Regions from separate parts of the Oryctolagus cuniculus genome. Here region 1 is linked to region 2. A link is a contact called in public Micro-C data. All regions are on one chromosome and are shown on one strand. Each heading gives the region's core, a stretch centred on a gene start, on an enhancer-like site or on the middle of the called end of the contact. The rest is flanking DNA. Distances are from core to core; before and after follow the strand shown.

Evidence for each region. Hi-C and Micro-C count contacts between places; a contact is called where the count stands out from the background.
Region 1: a Micro-C map of ear pinna shows a contact between it and region 2, with 2.1 times the contacts expected there. The contact joins the enhancer-like site here to the promoter of ZNF503 in region 2. A contact is called at or near these places in 2 of 6 Hi-C or Micro-C datasets (ear pinna and psoas muscle).

What each region holds. Positions count from the first base shown.
Region 1 is chr15:67,124,743-67,129,070 of mOryCun1.1, reverse strand. The region is part of intron 5 of LRMDA (leucine rich melanocyte differentiation associated); the gene reads right to left. Among named protein-coding and RNA genes, the nearest start is that of LRMDA, 670 kb to the right of the region's middle. Within about 2 kb of position 1,975, at least 1 of the 8 cell types and tissues checked has an H3K27ac peak or open chromatin away from gene starts, as enhancers often do.
Region 2 is chr15:66,426,764-66,431,217 of mOryCun1.1, reverse strand. It overlaps ZNF503 (zinc finger protein 503), which reads left to right and starts at 3,165. Exons shown (of 2, transcript XM_008269924.4): 1 at 3,165-3,843. The coding sequence starts at 3,538. It overlaps LOC108178441 (translation initiation factor IF-2), which reads right to left and starts at 3,080. Exons shown (of 3, transcript XM_070057149.1): 1 at 2,511-3,080; 2 at 1,154-2,186. The coding sequence starts at 3,080.

The DNA of each region.
Region 1 (4,328 bases), core at 726-3,225, 700 kb before region 2:
TGACAATGGCAAGCCCAACCTAACTCGCCCCCAACATAAACTGTGATGGTGAGTATGATGAAGCACAACCTGAGTGCAGAAAACCAGGGCCCATAGAAGAGCAAGCAGTGCAGTTTCCCAGCCTTGCAAATCCCTTCCAGCTTCTACCAGCCCCACTAGACAGCCGCACCCAAGCAGTCCCTGGGGGATCTCCAGAAGCACGAGGCATGCCCAAAGAGGGAAAGGTAGAAAGCATGGTTTGGCAAGAGTGGGACTCTTTTCCAAAGGTTTGTCTTAGTGCTCTAGTTAAACTTTTCCTACTTAGCAAGCCCACCTACAACGAAGAACTGAGAAATTAGGAAGTCCTGGGCCTTTACTAAGAGAAGGAGGTGTATTAGTCCATTTTCTGTTGCTTTTCCAGTATACCAGAAGCTGGGTAACTTATTAAGTAAAGAGGTTTATGTGGCTTACGATGAAAATATGGCCAAGAAATAAAAGAAAGGGCTGCATATAGAAATAGGCCCAGCGTATGGAGTAGCCTCACTTGATGACAACCGACTCTTGCCAGAACTAACCATGGTCCCATGAGAGCTATGTTAATTCCTTCTGAGGGCAACACCCTCAACGACCTAGGCATATCTGCCCTGGGCCCCACCTCTTAATGGTTCCACCACCTCAACAGCACCACAATGCAGACCCAGCTTCCACCCTGCACACCCTTGTAGATGTACTCAAACCACACCCAAACCCTAGCATGAGGAGAGGGAACGGGCTACAAGACAATCAGAAGAGACTTTCATGACTTCTTGGCAAAGACATTCAGTTTCATCTGTGTTGGAGACAGTCTTTAAACCTGAGGAGTTTAAGAAAAATTGGTGGTGGTGGGTATGACGCATGCAGAGGAGGAGGTAGCAGCAGGAGCAGGGTCAGTGACTAATCCTCATGGCTGGGAACAGCTGCTGGGGAGATGCTTGGGTTTCCTCAAGCACTCTTCTGGCTACAGACAGGTCATCTTCAGATGAGACCCTCCACAAGGAAGAGGATGGGACAAGGATTAGGTGGCAGAAGGCTGGGTGACACGGAAGTGAACAGCTGAGGACAAATCTTCCCCTGTAGAACAGAGGGGTTTTCTGAGTAGAATGGCCCTCCCCTGGATGTCCCAGGCAGCTCAGCATCTCACAGTACTCTTCAATAAGATGGTGGGAGACAGGACACAGGGCTGCTGTCCAAGGACACTGGTTGGAGGCATGGCTTAGAGAAAGGGAAATTTCACCATCCCTAAGGGGTAAGGGCTGTGGGGCAGTCAAGTGAGCCCTGCCTGCACCCCAGCCCCAGCAAGGCCATTCTTCAAGAGTGCATGGGGAAGAGCAGACTTGATCTTGGCTAGCGAGAGAGGCTTTCTCCTCCCAGCTGCTCCAGGGGACTGCTGGAAAACACAGCACAAGATTGCATTACCAATTTCTGTTGGCCTAACACAATGAAAACCCATATCTAATTTGCTGTCCACTCTCCCCCAGGTCCCCTTCAGCATTTACAGCTTTCCAAATACCTTCCTCCCACTGAATATCTGTGTTTCAGATTATTTGTCCCCAGATGTATTAGGATGCATTTACTGCAGCTGAGTCTCATCTAGTGATTTCCTGTCCATATGCCTGACAGCTCCAGGTCCCTTTATGTCACGTCTCTGTCATTGGTGGGGTTTGTAATACCTCTCCATTTAGGGCAATATACAGAGTTAATTAGCATATTCTTTACAACCTTTTCTAGGTTATTAACAAGGATGCAGAACACAAGTGACATAATAATCCCTGCGGCACTCCATGCCCTCTGGATCATGCCATGTGTCCTCTCCAATGTCATAGTGAAGTGTTCCACACAGCACACCGAGAGAGCTTGTTCTGAGCTCCTTCAGTCATGAAATAGGAGTAGGGATCCTTCCTCTAACGTAATGAAAATGACAGTGAGCCAGAACCCAAGAGAAGCAGATTCCATCCCCAGCCCTGCTATTAATGAGCTATGTGACCTTGAGTGAGCCACTTCTATATTTATTTAGTTAGGAGTGAGTATGTTCACTACTAACCCTCATAAAAGATTTGAGGAAAATCTGAAGAGTTTGGGGCTTGGTGGTGTGGTGTAACAGGTCAAGGCACTTCCTACAAATGCCAGCATCCCATACTGCAGCACTGGTTCAAACCCCAGCTGTTCTGCTGATCCAGTTCCCTGATGCACTGGGAAAGCAGTGGAAGATGGCCCAAGTACGTGGACCGCTACTACCCATATGGAAGACCCAGACGGAGTTTCAGGTTCCTGGCTTTGGCCAGGAGTAACCCCAGCCCCAGCTCTTGTGGCCATTTGGGGAGTGAACAAGCAGATGGAAGATCTCTGTCACTTTCTGTCTCTTTCTGTCAGTCTACCTTTCAAATAAATCATTAAATAAGTCTTTTAAATCTTAATAATGATGATAATAGTGCTAACAATGGCGAATTTTTACTAAGTTATTGCTATGTATCAGTCATTATTATATGCAAAATGTTATTAACATACTTATTTCTAGTCTTCACTATAAACCTTAGAGGTTAAACTTCACAAAATGAAATTTTCCAGTGAGAAAATAGAACTGTAAAACTTCAAAGGAACTGGCAAAATGGTTAGGAATTATTACTTGAAAAGATACCTGATTTGTGAAAACACATTATTCTTGTTGGGCTGAGTCCAGGGGATGTTAACTGCAAGGAAGTATCTAACTTAAGGGCTCCTCCTGCACCACACTTTCCCTCTCCCTCACTGCTTGTCCACACAGTCCTCCTTGGTTCCTAGGTGTGGCTTTGGAGCCAACAATGGCCAAGCCCTCTGCCTCAGAGAAAGAGATCTGAGGTCTTTGGAAGGGTTCACCCTTGAACCTCAACTTTCTCAGTGTGTGCTTCTGGGAAGGATTCATGGTGAAACAAGCTTGGAAAACACAGCAGACAAACAAGGGCCAACCAACTCCTCCTGCTCAAGGCTCACCAGGGCCTTGGACAATGTCCTAATGTACATAAGACAGCTCCCTAAAAGGGGAACAGACTTCAGGAAACACTAAAGCAATGGCTCTAAAAGGGACCAAGGGACCCGTGTCTTCCAGCAAGCTCCTGCCCACCTCTGCATTCCTAAAGCATGCACAGTCCAGGGAGCAGGTGGGTCTGTGAACTCTGGCTCAGTAATGAGAAGTAACTCTCCATGTTTCTGGTTGTGAAATCAGAGAAGATATTAGGTTGATCTTCTCTGACCCCAAGTTGTCTCTTATTTTTTAATTCATTTCTTTCTTCTGTTTTCTACTTCAATTCCCCTGCCCGCCATATACACCCAACTAATATTAAAAGGAGTCCTTTGTAAAGTGTGCCCTGGGTTTGTTTCCATGTGTTTACAGTATGTAAACTGCACTGTGGAAGGATTTTATTTTTTAGTTTCTAATGTTAAGTGTCTTTTAAAAACATCCATATGACACTGTATAGGTTTTTTGTTTTTTAATTCAGGTAGGGTGAGGCCAACAGATCAGGAGACAAATGCCACTGAAAAGACAGATCATTCACAATTCCCAAGAACAGGGGGCATGCCACACTGTGCAGGACCACAGGAGGAAGCGCCAGCATAGGGCAGGAGGCAGGAGGGAGGAAGTGTGGGAAAGCCTTGACTGTGGTTCTTGCAGGAAAGAATGAGCCAGGCAAGGTAAGCCGGCTGCCCAATGGGCTGTTGTGAGTTTTCTAGGACCAGGCCCTGGCATGATTAGGACAGGGAATAATGCCTCTAGGAGTGTAAGGGCCAGAGAAGAGGTGGTTCAGACTATGGGCTCTGTGCTGATTAATTTCCATAAAAATACCCACTCCTGGGTGAGTCATTTGTACTCTCTAAGACCCAGCTAGCCCTGGGAGGAGCAGTCTTTCCCTGGTCACAGAAGCCCCAGATGCCAGAGTGTCAGAAATACAGAAAATTAGACAGCACAGCCCGTACACTCCAAATCATGCTGCCAGGCACCCACTCGTCCTTGCCGCTCACGGATGCCCAGTATTGCACAGAACTTCCACACTTACCTTCCAATCTCCCAGCTTTGTCCCCAACTCAAAGTCACCTTCAACTCTCCACCATGGCAAATAATACTTTAATGAAAATTCTCTCTCTCTCTCTCTCACTCTCTCTCTCTCATACGCACGCACGCACACACACACACACACACACACACACCTCCTTAAGGGCCGATGTAGGAATTTCATTGAGTTATATGTATCAGAATGGAGTGGCTGAGTCAGAGGGTCTGAGAATATCAATTCAATTAAATAAGTCAGCCTGCAACCCAGAACTGCTACACTCCTACC
Region 2 (4,454 bases), core at 1,916-4,415:
CTGATTAGCCCTCTCGACAGTGAATACTTCAAGGCATTTTCAAACTTTTTCCTCAGCTCTCTCCCCTTCCTCCTCCTCCCACCCCCTCCTCAAATATCTGCCATGCCCACTCCTTTTTGAGAGAAAACAAATCATTTCCATTGTGTGCAAATAAAATCTGCAGGACATCCACGCCGACCGCCGCTGGGGGCTGGAAGCATTAGACCTAGCGCCAAGTGATTAATAACCACCATTCCCCGCCCCCCCCCCCCAGCCCCATGGCCCCCGCGGCCTTCGGGGGTCTGGCCTCCGGCAGGAGGAGCACAGGCCCGGACGCTGGCGCCTCGCGAAAGCCGGGGGCGCGCAGGCCTCCAGGCGCCCCCGTGCGCTCGGACCTTCGGAGCTGAGTTTTGAGCCAAGCGAACGCTCGCGGCCCACAACCTGTGCCCACGAAGCACGATGAGGACCCACGGGCGCGCGCGGCCATTCCAAGGGACGCGGGAGTCACCGCGCTGCCCCCCCAGGCTTTGGGCGCTGGGGCTGTCTGCCCGGAGTAATAAGGAAGCTGCTGGGATGAGAGGAGAGGGAACAAACTGTGCCGGAGAGTGGGCTGGAGGTGCGGAAGGAGGCGCCCACCTTGCGGTCGCCCCCGGCCCTGGCCGCCGCCCCAGCAGCCTGCAGTGGCCAGGCCTCGCCGGGAGGCCGAGGCGACACGCGGCCGGAGGCCGGACTCGCGGCGCTAGGAGCCCAGCAGCCGGCCCGGATCAACACCTAGATAGCCGGACACAGACAGACACTAACGCCCGCCGGGGAGGAGCGGCTTCGCAGACGTGCTGCCCCGCTCTCAGAAACGCACCTGGCACTCGGCGCCCGCAGGTCACTCATTCGTGGCAGCCGCACGGCCTCGCTGGTGGTCCCGCACCTTCTCGCCACTCAACCTTCCTGTTGTAGCAAGCCCTCTTGGATGCAGGTGTGTGCTCACACACGCGCGCGCACACACACACACACACACACACACACACACCGGCCCTCCACGCACCGCCTCGCTCCCTTCTCTCCGAATTAGCTTTGGTCAAGTTACCATCTCACAAAGTTTACCAACCTAAAGAACCGAGAGAGAAAAAAAAAAAAAAAGCAGGCAAAGAACGCCTATGAGCAACATTCTAAAACTCACCCCCTGAAAGTTCTCGGTACCCGTGCGGAGTGGGAGCCGGAGACAAGGGGGGGGGGCGTGGGCTGGCGAGCAGGAGCGAGCGAGCGCGCCCCAGGCAGGCCTCGGAGCCGAGCGACCCCCGCGCGTGCCCCGCTCCGCGCCGGGTGCGCGCCGGCGGAAACCTGGTGTCCCGGCTCGGCCCCCGCCCCGCGGCTCCGGGCTGCCGGCGCTCCCAGCCCCACCATTTATCAAAAGGACTTGACAACAAAAGAAGAGCCAGGGCGGAAAAGCGGGGGAGGGGAGACTCAAAGTCCTCCAAGTCGTTCCGAGGAAGGGGGTGTGTCCTCCTCTCGCCCCCTCGCAGTTTCTGCGAGTTTCTGGAGGTAGGTGACCCCGGGACTGGCTCCGGACACCGCTCATAGCGGCACAGGCGTGCGCGCACTCTCCGCACCCGGGCCCAGGTAGCCGGCGGCACGCACAGCGCCGCCGCTCTTCTCCGCGACAGCCCGAGTGACGGTGCAAATCGAGGGGAACGCGGCGGTCCCGCTCCGCTTCCCCGGGAGAACCCGCGTTCCCACAGGCGGCCGCCCCTCCCGCTCGCGCCTTCCCTCGGCTCTGCCAGCGCAGCTCCACGCCGGCTCGGCGTTCCCACACCTTGGAGCGAGGAGCTCCGAGGAAACCGGTCTCCTGGCACGCCGGGAGGGCGCAGGGCGCGGGATGCGCGGGCAGGCGGTTGCGGCGGGGGGCACGAGTGAACCTGACACGAGCCTCGCCCACGCACCCGCGGCCGGGCCTCCTCTCCGCAGCCTCGCAACCCTGGCCACGATTCCCGGGGGCCCGAAGAGTTGGGGGGACCCGCTCTTCCAGCCACCCCCACCCCCAGGCCCCGAGGATTTGTTGATGGCGTGGAAAGAAGTCTGGGAGGGGGCGCCGGGGCACTGCGGGGCGAGCGACGCAGCCGCAGCCTCACCGCCCCACGCGGGGCGGGAACTGTCCCGTGCGAGACGCCGCCGGTGCCCAGCCCGCCCCCTACAAACTCTAGGGCCCAAGCCCCCTAGGTGCGAGGGTCCCCCACCACCGGGAGAGGTGTCGCGCGCCCTCCTGGCGCCCCGGGCGCACCTGCGCACTCCACTCCTCGCCTTCCCCACCCCGGCGGGCCCCTCTTTTTCTTTTCTCAGCCCCCACCCCAATCCCTAGAGGCCGCTCCTCTCGCCCCCTCCTCCAGTCCCCTCCCGGTCTCTTCCTTCCTCTCTCTCTCTCTTCTCCCTCTTTTTCCCTGCAAGTCGCACCCGCCTTGTAATCAGCAACAAAAGCTGACATAAATCACGGGCGGATTGACAAGAGCTGACAAATAACTGATTGATTGCGGTCGAGGCACATTGACAATTGATGGAGGGGTGGAGATGCCCAGAGAAGGCGCGGGGCGGGGGGAGGGCGGCAGGGGAGAGTAAGAATGGGGGCGGGGGGACAGACTGAGTGTGAAACAGAGGAAGCACGTGACCTCGCCCCTGCCCCAATCGGCGGGTCCCTGGGTGTCACGTGGCTGCGGAGGGCGGGGAGCCGGGCGCCCGTCGCTGGGATGAGCAGCCACCGCTTCCGCGGCCTGAGTGACTTCTGGTTTCTCCACCGCCGAGTCTCGGGAAACCAGAGCGGGCGGGCGAACTCGCTCGCGCCCGGGCTCCTTCCCCGGGTGGCCGCGCCGCGCGCGATCTCGGTTCCACCAGGTGTGCGGGCCCCGTGCGCGCCGCCGGGCGCCGACGATCTGGCTGGTGTCCACACGCCTGCCGGATCCCTTCCTGGCTACGCCCGCAGACTGGTCCTCATCGCCGCTGCTTGCTTCCAAGAGAAGGTTTCGGTTAATTTTCCGAGCCGAGGAAAGGACAGACGACGAGGAGGGCAAAAAAAAAAGAGGGAGGCGGCAGATGGCAAACGTAGAATACACGTCCATCTCGTCCTCGGAGTGAAAACGAGGGAGGGGACACGCAGAGGAGGGCGGCGAAGAGGGAGCTGCCCATTAAAACCAGCTCGGAGAGTCCTGGCGGCGGCGGCGGCGGCGGCGCGGGACGCGTCACATCCCCTTGACCCTCCAATCACCTCGGGCTCCCATTTGATTGGAAGGCGGCAAAGGCTTTAATCTCCCCCTCGGTGCAGCTGCTTTTGAAGTGAGTTTCCTCGCCAGAGCCCCGGCTGGACAGGCAGCGGCTCACATCGCTGAGCGCAGCGCCGGCGCAGGGGCGCAGCCCGAGGCGGACCCGCAGCCCAGCCGGCTCCGCGGTGGGCCGCCCGGGACCCGTGGCTCGTGGCGCCCGGCGCGCCGGCTCCTCCTGCGGCTGCGGTTCCTGATCCCCGGGCGAGCGCGCAGCCCCGGGCCCTCCCCCCGCTGCTCCCATGCGCGCGGGTGGGTCATGAGCACAGCGCCCTCGCTTTCTGCCCTAAGAAGCAGTAAGCCCAGCGGCGGCGGCGGCGGCGGCGGAGGCGCAGACCCTGCCTGGACCAGCGCGCTCTCTGGAAATAGCTCCGGCCCCGGCCCAGGCTCGTCCCCGGCCGGCCCCACCAAGCCTTTTGTGCACGCCGTGCCCCCTTCCGACCCTCTGCGCCAGGCTAACCGCCTGCCCATCAAGGTGCTGAAGATGCTGACGGCAAGGACTGGCCACATTTTGCACCCTGAGTACCTGCAGCCCCTGCCCTCCACGCCCGTCAGCCCCATCGAGGTAAGGAACCCCCCACCCCCACCCTCTCCGGTCGCGGGGGGGGACCACTCCCCAGGCTGCCGCCCTGCAGGGTTTCCTTTCTCGGGACCTGAGGGTGGGGGTGGGGTCCGTGGTGATTCAGCTCCGGGGAGAGGGGAAGACGGCGCTTCTGCGCCTCCAAACTGGGGCGGAAAAGGAGCAGGAGGCGGGACCCTGGGTTCCAGGCGAAGGCTAGGGGACAGGGCGGCCAAAACTTGCTGCTGCTTTCGGTGTGAAAGACCCGACCGCGACCCAGGCCCCTACCCTCTGCGCTGCTGGCCGGCGGGCGTCTGGAATCCGGTGGCAGAGTAGCCGCGCCAGGGTCCTCTGGAGCTGGCGCGTGCACAGCCTCCGAGGCTCCAGCCGCCCGTGCCCTCGCTCTGAGGAATCCAAAGGTGCGCGCGCAGAGGGGTATCGTCCTGGGTCCAGCCTTTCACCCCGAAACCTTATGCGAGTGTTTTTTGAAAACCCAATTCGCATCAGGAGAGGGCAGGACAGCTTCTGCCCGGAGGTGGGAGTCCGCCGCCTGTCCCTAGGGCAAGGATGTTGGTGGGTGTGGGGGTGCCGCCCGGCTCCGCACCTCGTCGCTGGGG